2 separate regions of the Mus musculus genome follow, and region 1 is linked to region 2. Evidence: chromatin contacts called from public HiCAR-type data. All regions are on one chromosome and are shown on one strand. Each heading gives the region's core, a stretch centred on a gene start, on an enhancer-like site or on the middle of the called end of the contact. The rest is flanking DNA. Distances are from core to core; before and after follow the strand shown.

Region 1 (6,893 bases), core at 1,596-4,095, 250 kb after region 2:
ATTAGCATCTGTGTAACATCAGCTCAGAAATGGTGGACTCTATGAAACCATCCAAATACTTGAAAATGTGTGAAACATTGAATGTCCTCTTGGGCACTTAAAGCTATAGTGACTTAATAGAATAATGAAATTTGTTCCTAGACTTATGGGGAGCAAATGACCCACATTTGAACCACCGCTAGCTGGATGTTTGCAGATGTTATTTAATGACCAACATTCTTGGACTCACTCTGGGGTCTTTGTCACCCTGCCTGCTGTCCTCCAAGGCAGTTCTCTCTCTCTCTCTCTCTCTCTCTCTCTCTCTCTCTCTCTCTCTCTCTCTCTCTCTCCCTTTCAGCTATGGTGTTAGGTTTACTTTGTATAGTTTGAAAAGATTGGCCTCGTTTCAGTAACAAAAATGACAGGCTTTATGCACACTCTTTACCTTATGTCACTCTTAGGGTGATGACTGGAGGGGCGAGCCCCATGAGAAAGGTTGGCAAGGCCCCACCCACACAGAGGATGTGCCACAGAAGAGGCAGGGAAGTTTCTAGAATATCATGAACTGGTGACAGCTTTCCGAAACACTTCATAACAATCTTAAAATTTAATATTATATCAAGCTGACTTTTTCTATCCAATGCCGGGAGAGTGGGGGGAGGGGATCAATAGCTAAGACTTGAAGCTTTTCGGCATAGGCTTTTTAGACTATTCCAATGGGTGAAGTGGGAGCTAGAATTTGCTTGCTATTCTTGTGAGTTGGTGTCCTAGAATTCCAAGACATAATCAAGCAATTACTTCCCTCAGAGGTTTGCTATCAATGCTATCCAATGCAGAAGGAAACCTGGGGCTCAACAGCTCATGACGTCAGCCTGGCAGGAGTCAGCCCATTAATAGTGCTACGTGGATTCAATTCAAATAACGTGTGCTCGGATACCGCATGTCGGTGCGCATGTTGGTGACGGGGAGTTAGGTAAATGGATCTAATTTCAGAACTAGAACATTCAGGAGAACCACCCATTCTGTGCTTAACTGAGTAAGAAAGTAGGTTTTGTGTTTGTTTGTTTATTTTATCACTCAGAGAACAGACTCCGAAAGGTCCAAATGAAGCAGATGCCACGGTATATCGTGCTCCCTGCAATGTCACTTGCTTTGCATTTCCTGGGATGCTTGGGAAATAGTTGAGTGCTAAATACGTGTGCTTCGCTCTATCCCCGGGGGATTAAGAAACAGAAGACCAGCCATTAATGAAAAAGGAAAATAGTGGAACTTCAGGTTCTCAGAACAATTTTAAAGGTGGACAATCCACACTCCAATCTAAGGAAACGTTCCTTCTCTTAGATCCCTTCAACAAATCAACATGCTGCCATCCTGTCTTTAAAACCAAATAAAAGTTTATTATGTGACTGGTACACACCATACACATATTTCCAAATGTGGTTCAGAAATATCACAGTCTAGCCCACAAAATTTGCACAATTCTTATGTGTCAGTTAAGAATAAACATATATTTAAAAAAATAAATGAAAAGATTTTTAAAGCTAAGTGTGGTGACACATTCAAAAGGCAGAGGCAAGTGGGTCTCTGTGAGTTCAAGACCAACCTGGTTTACATAGTGAGTGGAGGCTAGCCAGGGCTGCACAGTGAAACCCTAAACCCCCACAACCAAAACAAACAAACAAACAAAACAAAAACAAAAAACAAACAAACAAAAAAACCTTCATGGTTATCTTTGCATTGAACTTCTCTGTAGAACTTTCCAGAAAAGCCAGCAGTGCTTCAGCTGTCTCGGCTCCCACAAGGCAGTGCTGCTATCTGCATAAACATCTTGTTCAAGGTTGCAAATGATTTCAACATTATAAAAGCCAACTATGGTTCCTGAATTAATCAACCACTCAACCCCAGTCTCTCAGCAGCAACCATCACAGTTGATGTGTAATGACGACAGTGACATCCATGTCATCTGGGCTGCTTCCATATGCTTCTCTTTGAGATGGTTCCCACCTTGTCTTTGCTTCCCCACACTATGGTCCCCAAAGCCACACGGACCTTCCTGGAAAGTGACCCACATCATATGACCCCTGTTAAAAGTGCCCCATGATGTCTTACTCTGAATAAAGTTTGTCTTTATTCAGGGCCTATGAGGCCCCTGTGATAGTGCCTTCACTAACTCATACCATTCCTATCCAGCCCATGCCTGCCCAGCACGCCACATCAGGACCCCTCCTTGTGTTTCTCACAGGACCTTTACATCTGCTTGCACCTTTTCCTAGAAAATGCTACCGCACACGACTCTTCTACCTAAAATTTTTTTTAGATCCTTGCTCAGATGACACCTGATCCTAACGCTTTCTGAGACCACCTTCAAGAGACAGCTTATACACTCAGGAACATGGGAAGCTGCTGCTGTCTGTAACATTGCTCTCCCTGAACTTAGGCCAACTTTCCACTCCAGATGTGCCTGATTGAATTTATTCATATGTCCAATCCAATGGGATTGGATGCTCCATGAAAGGGGAGGGGGGTCTTCATCAATATCCCCAGTGTCCAGAATGTGCCTGAAATATACTCAAAACATTTTAAAAATAAATGAACATCTAGGAATCACTAGGGATGCGTCTCCATTCCAACTGTAAACATGAGCTTGGAGAGTAAAGGCAAATGTCTGAGTGATTGGGACCTGGAGAGGAAGTTTTCCTTGGCCATCCACACAAGCATCCTGCGCTCGAAGTATATGACTGTGGAATCTTAGGTCATGGACCATCAACCACAGGAAAAATTAAAATAAATCTCTGGCCACAAGGAAACAGAAAGCAACAATTAAGGGCTCGATACATGATTAGACAATTAGTCACCACTGGCTTTTGCCAGAGTAACCGAAAGCGCAGCTGGGAGCAAGACAGAACTAGGTTGGAGCCACTGCTCTGTGCTGTCTTTCTCCAAAACGCTGGAATATTTACTCTCCACTTCTCTGAGGATGGTGGTCCCTAAAATTCAGCTAAATCCCCTAGAATGGTAAGAATTTCACGGCATAATGTCCCCATTACATAGTCCCTGGTACAGAACAAAAATTTAATATACACTGGCTTTGCTATTTTTTAATATACTACCCGAGCACTGCTCTGTCACTTTCAGGCTATTTTAAAATAACACAACTGGGCTCACACATCTTTCTAATGAAAAGAGAGTGCTCAGGAGTTTTTGTGTTTGTTTTTACTCTGATATATTTTCACAGAAACCTGCATGTAACACTATGAAAGCGTTCCTTTAGTCAAGACAATAAGGGCCACATAAAGTCTTGAGAGCTATCAAGATGGCTCAGCAGTAAGTGCTTGCCATGTCAGTACACGGGCCGGATATCCAGAAACCACATCAAGCTGGACAGATACCGTGCATCTGAAATCTTGGTGCTCACCCTGTGAGATGGGAGACACAGACGGATGAATCCCAAGATGTTAATGAGCCAGGTAGCTTGGTACATAAGGCAGAGAACAAAGAGAGCCTGTCTCAGAGATGGTGAGATTCGTCCTCTGACCTCCACACGCCCTTACACACACAGCCAGTATGCAAAAACGACACAAAATATCACTGAGAACCTGGAAGCATGCACTTCACCTGTCTACTCAATGAACTATGTACACCTGCTTGAATTCTTCCTGCTTACAGTAGCCTGGGAACATGAGTCAGAGGCAAGCCTTCTCCGTGAGAGTACAACAACGTTTTCTGTGCAGCTCAGACTGGTATCTGCTGCTTGAAGGTCCTTCTCCTGACTCGGCTGTGCTGGGACATCTACTTCCACACTGCTTTGCTAATCTTAAATGTGTTTGTTGTTCCTGACTAAACAATACAAAAAGGAGTCCGTCTTCTGTTTTTCTATTCAACAGATCTATGAAAGGTCACTGTGGATCAGACAGAACTCACAGCAAGATCACAGAAAACAAGATTAGCAAGGTGCCTGGTACTAGGCCTGTAGACATTTCGACATCTTTAATCATCAGGGAAATGCAAATCAAAACAACCCTGAGATTCCACCTCACACCAGTCAGAATGGCTAAGATGAAAAATTCAGGTGACAGCAGATGCTGGCGAGGATGTGGAGAAAGGGGAACACTCCTCCATTGTTGGTGGGATTGCAAGCTTGTACAACCACTCTGGAAATCAGTCTGGCGGTTCCTCAGAAAATTGGACATAGTACTACCGGAAGATCCAGCAATACCTCTTCTGGGCATATATCCAGAAGATGCCCCATCCGATAAGAAGGACACATGCTCCACTATGTTCATAGCAGCCTTATTTATAATAGCTAGAAGCTGGAAAGAACCCAGATGCCCCTCAACAGAGGAATGGATACAGAAAATGTGGTACATTTACACAATGGAGTACTACTCAGCTATTAAAAAGAATGAATTTATGAAATTCCTAGCCAAATGGATGGACCTGGAGGGCATCATCCTGAGTGAGGTAACCCAATCACAAAGGAACTCTCACAATATGTACTCACTGATAAGTGGATATTAGCCCAGAAACTTAGGATACCCAAGATATAAGATATAATTTGCTAAAAACATTAAACTCAAGAGAACGAAGACCAAAGTGTGGACACTTTGCCCCTTCTTAGAATAGGAAACAAAACACCCATGGAAGGAGTTACAGAGACAAAATCTGGAAGTGTGACGAAAGGATGGACCATCTAGTGATTGCCATATCCAGAGATCCATCCCATGATCAGCTTCCAAACGCTGACACCATTGTATACACTAGCAAGATTTTGCTGAAAGGACCCAGATATAGCTGTCTCTTGTGAGACTATGCCAGGGCCTAGCAAACACAGAAGTGGATGCTCACAGTCAGCTATTGAATGGACCACAGGGCCCCCAATGGAGGAACTAGAGAAAGCACCCAAGGAACTAAAGGGAACTACAACCCTATAGGTGGAACAACAATATGAACTAAGCAGTACCCCGGAGCTCTTGTCTCTAGCTGCTTATGTATCAAAAGATGGCCTAGTCGGCCATCACTGCAAAGAGAGGCCCATTGGACTTGCAAACTTTATATGCCCCAGTACAGGGGAATGCCAGGGCCAAAAAGGGGGAGTGGGTGGGTAGGGGAGTGGGGGGGGGGGTATGGGGGACTTTTGGTATAGCATTGGAAATGTAAATTAGCTAAATACCTAATAAAAATGGAAAAAAAAAAGACATTTCGCATTTGCCCAAAGTCAGTTCACCATGAGAGCTTGGGACCCACAGCATCCAGAAAAACCTGAGCATGGCTAGCTGGGCGTATCTGTATCCCAGTGCAGGGGAAGATCCGGGCCGCTTCCAGGAGCTCTCAGCCAGACTACCTGGAACGAACGGTAAATTCCAGGGCCAGCGAAGAGAGTGTGTCTTAGAAAATAAGTGGAAGTTGGGCATGGTGGCCACACCTTCAACCTCCTCACTTGGGAAACAGAGGCAAGCAGATCTCTGTGGGTTTAAGTCCAGCTTAGTCTACATAGCTAGTTCCAGGGTAGCAAAGGCTACATAGTAAGAATCTATCTCAACAAATAAATAAATTAAAAGGAAGAGAGCAATGGAGGAAACAGCCCATTATCATCAAGGTGAGAACCAGCAACATCTAGGCAGGCATGGTGCAGGAAGAGCTGAGAGTTCTACATCTTCTAGCAGAATATTGACTTCCAGGCAACTAGGATGAGGGTCTTATAGCTCCCCCACACAGTGAAACACCTACTGAAACAGGGCCACACCTCCTAATAGTGCCACTCCCTTCACCAAGCACATACAAACTATCTCACTATGTGTTAGAATGCTTCCTCTACAACAGAAGTCAGGACGATTTTTTTCCCTGCCTATCTATGTCAGAACTGGATGCAGATTTACAGTTACACAATATACTTATTTACCCAAAACATATTTCCTTCCTCACCTCATCATTTTGACAAGCAGTAATTTGCCCCAGCTGATCAACAGACCATAACTAATTCCCTTTTCTTCCAGTGTTTATTAATTTTAAAACCTAGCAAAATTGGATAAGGCATGTCAAATTTTTTTTCCTAAACTAATTCTATTACTGATAGTGTAAAAAGCTGAAATTCTTTGTGATTTTCAGATGAAAGTTCACATCTAGTCTTTTCCAGCCAAGATGTTACCAACAATAAAAACATGAACTGTGATGGTATCTGCACAAGTCAGGAACCCAGCCTGTATGAGAGGCAACAGTGTGAATGAACATAGACACCTCTGGGGGCAAAACGGAAAGGCATTCCTCTCTGCTGGACCTCTACACAGAGAGCGAAGGGTCAAAGAGAGGGTGACAGTCAAAGACATAATTCTTCATGTGCTCCCTCATTTTCCAGCAGACCAGCCTGGGGTGATTCACATAGAGACAGCAGATTTCTAAGGATAAGAAGAAATCACACAAGCCATTGTAAGGTCTGGGCTTTATAAATGCACATGTTGCCCCCATGAGAGTCTCTTGGACAAGCTAAGTTGCGAATTTGGCTGCTTTGAGTTGAAATGAAAACTATGAATGGATACAGGAGAGCCACTGTGTCCATCAATGTCCATCATCTGCTTCTGCTTCTGCCCTCAGGGTATGAGCACTGTTATCCACCAGGCAGGACTGGAGGAAGTTTATCCAGGGGGGTGCATCATGCAGGACCTTGGTTGGCAGTGAGTGTGGGGAGCAAGTGAGTGTGGGGAGCAACAGCCATCTCCAAGTTGGCTTTTAATGAAACAGTTCTTCTTTATTGGGGGTAACAAAAGCTATATAAACCTTGGGGAGAGGGTAGGGGTTGTCAGGGTGAGTGTACATTATTCGCTGGTGCTGAGGTGTTGAGAATGCTTCATTTGCATGAAGAGGAATTCCAGGTGCTTGTTGAGCATTGTCCTTTTAGGAAGAGAGAAAGTTAAAGCCAT
Region 2 (6,996 bases), core at 3,801-6,300:
GTCTGCTTAGCTTGGAGCCTGTGACAAGGAATATTACCAACTTCTCTACTCTGGCAGCCCCTGTCCCCACTTCAGTTCATTAGGTATGAGTCACCACTTACATAATTTTAACATATAAATTAACTTTGAGCTAAATGAGAAATCGGGAAAACTAAATCGGTTCAGAATTAGGGGGAAGCTGAGGAGTTACTAATTAGATTAGAGTCATTGCCTCAGGATTTTGGCACACTTGAGTACCCATTCTCTACACCCCAATTCCACTGGGAACAAGAAGACATCCATGTTAGCAGTCAAGCATAAGCAAGGGATTAACAAAGGGAACAGCGCCATCTCAGAGCAAGAAGGCACCAGTAAAGCCCCAGCGTTGCAAGCCCATCTGGATGGCCAGGGCTAGGAACTCACATCTCTTCTCTTTACTGTCTCCATTTCCCTGCTTTGAAAGAACACATTAAGGATTGTGAACCCTTGGCAAAAGCACTTCCCCTTTGGAGGAAGGGCGAATTACTATGAGGGAGGAAGAACGGAAGGGAACAGAAGGGGACAGGAGGGAACAGGAGGGAAGCCAGGTGATAAGTTCCCTGCAAATGGGAGAATTTCCCATGGAAAGCTGGTGGCTCCAAGAGCTTGCATCATGTGGGAAAGACAGGGAAAAGGTGGGAGGCGGAGGCCTGAGGTAATGGCTTTCTCTTTTACACAGATCCTCTCCTGTGAGGAGATACTGTCCTGGGAGCATCAGGCTCTGTTCCTAATAAATTGCAGTGAGCAAAGGCAGACATTTCACCTAAGAAACTGTTCAGATGGTTAGAGCTCTCAGAGCCAGGAAAATGGGGCTGATCCCCATTAATGTGACCTGTGTGTCCAGCGGGGTTCCCAGATCTCCGCCATGGAGAAGGCGTGTGCCGACACTCTCTCTCAACCTGGAGATGTCAGTTCTTCCCTTCCTTCCAGGGAAGTTTTGTTGTCATTTGTTTTGTTTTGCTTGATTTTTACAAAACATGGTTTTAAATAAGCTATGTGAGTTATTGTTTCTGCTTTTCTACTCTAACAAACTGTTACTTGCTTCTGATTTCGCCATGTGAGGGTAGACCCTTGGAGGTCTTAGAACACTTTTCAATTCAAAGCGTAAGAACTGGGTGCCTCCAGCAAGTAATGGCCTCTTGCTTTGAGACAAACAGCTGTAAAATAGATCTTCTACTTAAGGCTGTCCAAAATTTAGTAATAATTTTTTAAATGAATTAAGAAGTTTAAGTTTGGGACTTTTTGTCACACCTTTAAATGTTTCGTTCTTGTTTCTGTTTAAACTCTAGGTTCAGAAAATTGAGCTGCAAAAATTGTTTGATTTTTTTCTTTTTTTCAAAAACTTTGATTTTTCATTATTAAGTAAGTGTGCGCGTGTACAGACGCATGCGTGCTAGAGGGCATGTGTAGAGGGAGTCAGCTCTCTTTTTCCACCTTTGGTTCCTGGGATCACACTCAGGTAGCCAGACTCAGTTTACAGCAAATACCGTTACCCACTGAGCCATCCTACCAGACCAAAGCTTGTATTTTTCAGTGGGAAAGACCACTCTTCTATTAATTCTGCATTGCTTTCAAGCACACACTTTCAGGTGCGACATCCAGTCTGAACTCCTGGTCCTGTCTGAGTGACTGATTCTCAGTGTCCCCAGGAGTTAGAAGAGATTTCAGAGATCCTCTACTTCAAGTCATGTCCCATAAAGGGACCTGTCCTCCATGCTCTCTGTCACAGTTCTTAATGACATCCCCTAGGACACCCATGCTGTGTCTCTTCTCTGGAGGAGATGGACTTGTTTTCAAAGATGAACAAGGCAGGGAACCTGGATGCATTCGAGTTCATTGGCCATTTCATTCTTACATTTGTTTACTCTTTGGTGAGTATGTACTGAGCACACCTGTGCTTTGTGCTGGCACCAAGGACAGATGAGATGTGTGATCTCCAGGAGAGAGACAGGAGCCAACTTACTGCACAGTGTACAGCTGTGATGGGTGATTGAGGCACAGCTGTAATGGTGATAGGGCTGACTCTAGAGAGACAGAATCCAGGTTAAGAGTCAACTGGTACTTTTATCTAAGATTCATTTCTCTCCTATCACCCCAAGGAATCCTGAGGCAGGAAAACATAGGTAGGATGTCTTAAAATATTTATCAAAGGTGGCATTAGGTTTCACAAATGACGAATGGCAAATCCTAGATTTCCTTAACAAGTGAGCAGGTAGGTATCTTAGTTGCCAGTCCTCAGGATGACAAAGACATATCCTTAGTAACCTGCTGTAGATTACTTCACCCCTTGAAAAAGCCCAAAGTCAAGCACCTGTACATAGAAAACATTGTTATATACACAAAAGCTTTACACCATAGAGATGACATCTCTCTTTCAGCTCTTTTTGTCCTGGTTTGAATCTGCAATGTTCCCTGATAGGCCATATGTTGAAGGGCGTGATGGGTGCTTGAGGCATGGGTGTTAGGATGATTGGGCTGACTGTGGAGAGACGGAACCTAGACTGGGGTCAGTTAGTACTTTTTACTAAGATTCATTTTTTTTCCTCCTATTACTCCAAGGAAGGCTGAGATCTGAAAGCATGAGTTAAAATTTCTTAAAATAACTACTCATGAAGGTTGTGTCTCAACCCTCATCAGTGGACTGCTGAAGGAGTCATAATTAGATAGCAATATTGGGAGGTGATAGAAGTTAAAAACTGGTGCCTGTGGAGAGGAAGAGGGTCATCAAGGGCATGCTCTGGAAGGTGTGCCTTGTCCCAGACCCTCGCTCTTGCTTCATTGCTTCCTGCCACATAACATAGGCGGCTTTCTTTTACTTTGTACTACCATGAGGAACTACCTTCCCGCAGGCCCAGAAACCCAGGAGCAGTGAAAAGTCCTAGTCAGTGAGCCTAAACAAATCCTTCCTCTTTTAAGCTAGTTTCTCTCAGATATTTTTATAGCGATGCAACTATGATGAGCATAATTCTTGTAACTAAAATCCTTGGAAATAGAGAGAGGGTAGAGAACAGAGATTGTTGGGTTTTACATGTGAGTTGACATAGTGACTGTCAAACACAATTCACTGGAAAGAAGCTTGGGCACTAGAGATGATTCAGATATAGGCTCATGTAGTCAGAGATACTGGAGGAAGAATCTGGATGTTCACAGGGCATGGTGGTCATGGTGAAAGATTCAAGTCTGCAGTGCCAGATGTCGGGGACAGAGATGTTCCATCTGAATCACAAGGAAACTCCAGGATGGGTTACCAGTACTGTCTTCCCAGGGGGTTGGATGCTAAGTGAGCAACCTTTAGGCTCTCCCCTTGCTGTATGCCAGCCACCATGGCAAGCTTCTTTGTGGATATGCCATGTGGGCAGCTTTGGATCCTACCTTTGGTATGGTGGCTTGCTGTTCACCCCCTTTTAACACCTTGTGCCACTCACTGTAGACTGTGTCTTTCTTTGTGTCACCTCTTCCCGTAGTTCTGGATCCATCATCTTAGTTCTGATTTCTTCATCTCTTGTTTGGCTCCCAAATACAACTCAAATCTGATCTTTGTTCAAATAGTTTCCTTCTGTGTGTCTGCCTGGAGCTGATACTGTTTCACTGTGATTGGCTTTTATTGGGACAGAAAAAGAGTGACTGGGTATGGAACTGGAAAACTCAAGTTCACCTCTTGAAGTGCTTTAAAGAGACACTTGAAAAAGTCTTCTTCCCATGTGTTTCTGTTCAAAAGGCATCAGCCCCATTGTAGAGGCAATTATTTCCAAAGAGCCAAGAGCTGAACCAGGGACCCACAAGCAACCTAGGGGTAGACAGAGGCTCCTGCTGACACACATGCCTAAGAGGCCTCTTCCCTTCTTCTCAACTCAGAAAGACAGCCCAAGCAAGAACATGTGAGCAAGACAAGGCTTGTGGAGATTGTGTCCAGGGTGAGGGTTTGAATCCCATGGGGGTCTGCTGTGTTGTAGCTGTGTGACCTTAACACATTCCCTCAAAGTTCTACAGTGTCCTTCCTCATTGGCAACATAAAGTAAATCATGCAAACAAAGTATGAGAGGGAAAAAAAAATCACAAATACTAAGGTCAAAGAATTGAAACCCAGACATCTGTCCTGAGGTGGGAATGGGCCTGATGGTATATGTGAAGAGGAGTGCTTCTCTGCTGCTGACGCAATGCAGCCCATGACGTAAAGTGTGAAGGGCACCTGGCCAGTGACACAGTCCTGTCATCTAGCTATTTGGAAGACTGAGGCAAGGAGATTGCCAGTTCAAGAACTTTCTGGGTTACAGAAGGAGTTTAAGGCCAGTCTGACCCAGGCTCATGAGAAAAAACATGGAGCAGCCCTTGGCATATAGCTCAATAGTAGAGTGCTTGCCCACCTTGCATAAAGCCTTGCACTCAATCTCTAGTACTCAAAACAAAACAAAACAAAACAATATGGTGGGTAGATGGGGATAGACCAGTGACTGTCGATCAGAACTGGGCTGTTTATGAAGATCAGGACTGGCTCTGGTACTCAGTATCTCACAACTGAGGGATTCTGAGGTGAAGTGAGCCTGTGGATGGAGGACAGGCCTTGTCCACACTGCTGCTTTAAGGACTTTGGCTCCTCGAGTAAGCAGAGGCTGCCTTTGGGGCCAAGTCATGGGTTCTCTAGAGGGGAGTGGGGTGCCGTCAGAGGGGACACTGTGTTACTATGCCAGTGGCAACTATTGCCAAAAAGAACAGTCAAGAAGCTAGCTAGCCCTTCTTCTGTTTAATGCTGTCCAGCAATATTCTTTGGGACTGGCTGGTTGGACCGAAGAAGCCTTGCTGGGGTCTTAGGGTTCTCACATGGACAAAATGGGGTTGCTTAGGTATTTTGTGCTTACATTTGAGAGAATTTGACTGCATTTTGTGCCCCCGGCTAGTGAATCACTTACATTTGTGAAGTGATTAGCGGGCTGCCTGGCCCATTTTTAAAGGCTCTATAAAAGACGGCTCCTTATTATTGAGCACACGTGCCTTAGCAGCCAAGAGCACAGAACAGTACTTCTTGGCAGTTAGAGCTCCCTAAGGAGAGGGCGGGCCTTAGAAGTCAAAGAAGAGAATGGAATCATTTAGCTGACACACACCCGGATCCTCCTTGGAATCTTCCACCCACAGAAGTCTGACCCAATTTGTTGGGCTCTTCTCCTGAGACCCCCTGGTTTGCGCACTAAATCCAAACCTCCATAATAGGCTGTGGCTAAGAAAAGGGGAACAGAACTTGCCCCACCCACCTTAAACCTCACCTCATCTCCTCCCTGGGGCCAGGAGGCTGCAGTTTTTGCCTGGTGGGCAGTAAAGACCTTCTTGTGGATGGAGAAACAGCCAGAGGACTTTTAGAAATTTCAAACATGGGGTTCTATGCCATTTCTTTTAAAGTGGGGGTTCACATCAATTGTTTAAGCCAGGTTGGGTGGAACCAACACTGATTTGCAGCCTGGAGCTCCTTATCTTTTTGGAGAGCCATCTGTCCCCTACAGGAATGGAAGGCTAAGTGCTGAAGCCATCTTGAATGTGGATTTTCATGTTGTCTGAGAGCTAGGAGAATGAGTTGTCTCCAGACAAGGTCCCCGGGGTGGGGGTGGCAGGTTTGGACAGTAGCCCAGGGCAGTGTTGAAAGCAAGCAGCTCTCACTAAGTCCAGCTGAGGCACAGATCTTTTCTTTTTCTTTTCTTTTCTTTTTTGTTTTGTTTTTGTTTGTGTTTTTATAGTTTTGTTTTTCAAGACAGGGTTTCTCTGTGTAGCCCTGGCTGTCCTGGAACTCACTCTGTAGACCAGGCTGGCCTCGAACTCAGAAATCCGCCTGCCTCTGCCTCCCGAGTGCTGGGATTAAAGGCGTGCGCCACCACACCCAGCCACAGATCTTTTCTTCTTCCTGCCACAGGGCCTGTGGCACTAAAACAGCTTCTCTGGAACTGATGGCAGGCACATCTGTTCCTTAATGGAAACTGAGTGATCATAAGATGTGCTTTTGCCTTGATGGGAGCAAAGGGAACACAAAGGAATATAAACTCTTTAATGCTTGTTAAAACTGAAGTAGGCAACAGGAAAAGGCCAAGTGCAGGGAGATGAGGCAAAGGTCAGAGGTAGGGAGAGTGAGAGGTGTCTGCGAGGCATAGACAAGTCCTCCGTAAGATACAGAAACCAGGGCTTGTAAACCACAATAACAAAGTGTCTACTGTGTTCATAGGGACCATTTTCCTTTGCTATTAGCACGATCTCTGCAGTGTCTTGTCACATCTAATCTTCCATTTTCTATACCTCTACCTTCACAATGTTTACACTTAGGGAACTGGGTAGATGTAGGAAACTCGGGTCCCAGAAAGAGGTGACTTTCCCTGGGACACCAGGTGACATATTAGGGAAATGTTTTCTTATTCAGTGTGTCCTTTTCTTCTACTTCCCAAACCACTACATTGCATAGATCCTTTCTTCATAGGATTATTCCTTTCAGCAAGGGATTGAGGTGAAAGTAATTCTGCCCTTATGCCTTACCATGCAATGGCCATGTTATGACATGACCAATGAGAGATTATTCATAAACAACGACGAGAGAGGAGTCGGGACCTCCCCTATCATCTCGGTGGCTTCTCATTTCAGACATAAGCCTGTCAACTCCATATAGTTTAACATTTCAAATGTTCCAAAACCAACCCAGGTAGCCAAATTACTGCTCAAGTCATGCTAACTCCACCCATTACCCTATTCCCTTTCCACGCCCAACCTGCTAGCTGGCCAAAGACCACTCTGTCCTCGCCATTATGGTATCTTCTTCATGTAAAAGCCCAGATGGGCTGCCATGCCCTAGGAAGGATTCCCCAGCATCTCTCATGGGAAAGGCCTTTCGCAGGTTACTGTGTAACGTCATACCATTTTAAGACTTCTTTTGTGGGAAAGACACACCACACAACTTGAAGGATTTGTGGCTCATCTGGGTGATGAAAAGCACACTTGGAGACAGACTGA

What was found. HiCAR-type assays count read pairs that join an accessible place to other places.
Region 1: a contact with region 2 is called in a HiCAR-type map of fibro-adipogenic progenitors, with 2.4 times the contacts expected there. The contact joins two enhancer-like sites. A contact is called at or near these places in 1 of 15 datasets of contacts at CTCF or cohesin (the NIH/3T3 cell line), 1 of 484 Hi-C or Micro-C datasets (nephron progenitors) and 1 of 115 datasets of contacts at active chromatin or transcription factors (fibro-adipogenic progenitors).

What each region holds. Positions count from the first base shown.
Region 1 is chr2:125,538,011-125,544,903 of GRCm38.p6, forward strand. No RefSeq gene overlaps it. Among named protein-coding and RNA genes, the nearest start is that of Fbn1, 35 kb to the left of the region's middle. Within about 2 kb of position 2,846, at least 25 of the 459 cell types and tissues checked have an H3K27ac peak or open chromatin away from gene starts, as enhancers often do. A contact at or near this core is called in fibro-adipogenic progenitors, where this site is marked.
Region 2 is chr2:125,285,696-125,292,691 of GRCm38.p6, forward strand. No RefSeq gene overlaps it. Among named protein-coding and RNA genes, the nearest start is that of Dut, 42 kb to the left of the region's middle. Within about 2 kb of position 5,051, at least 38 of the 459 cell types and tissues checked have an H3K27ac peak or open chromatin away from gene starts, as enhancers often do. A contact at or near this core is called in fibro-adipogenic progenitors, where this site is marked.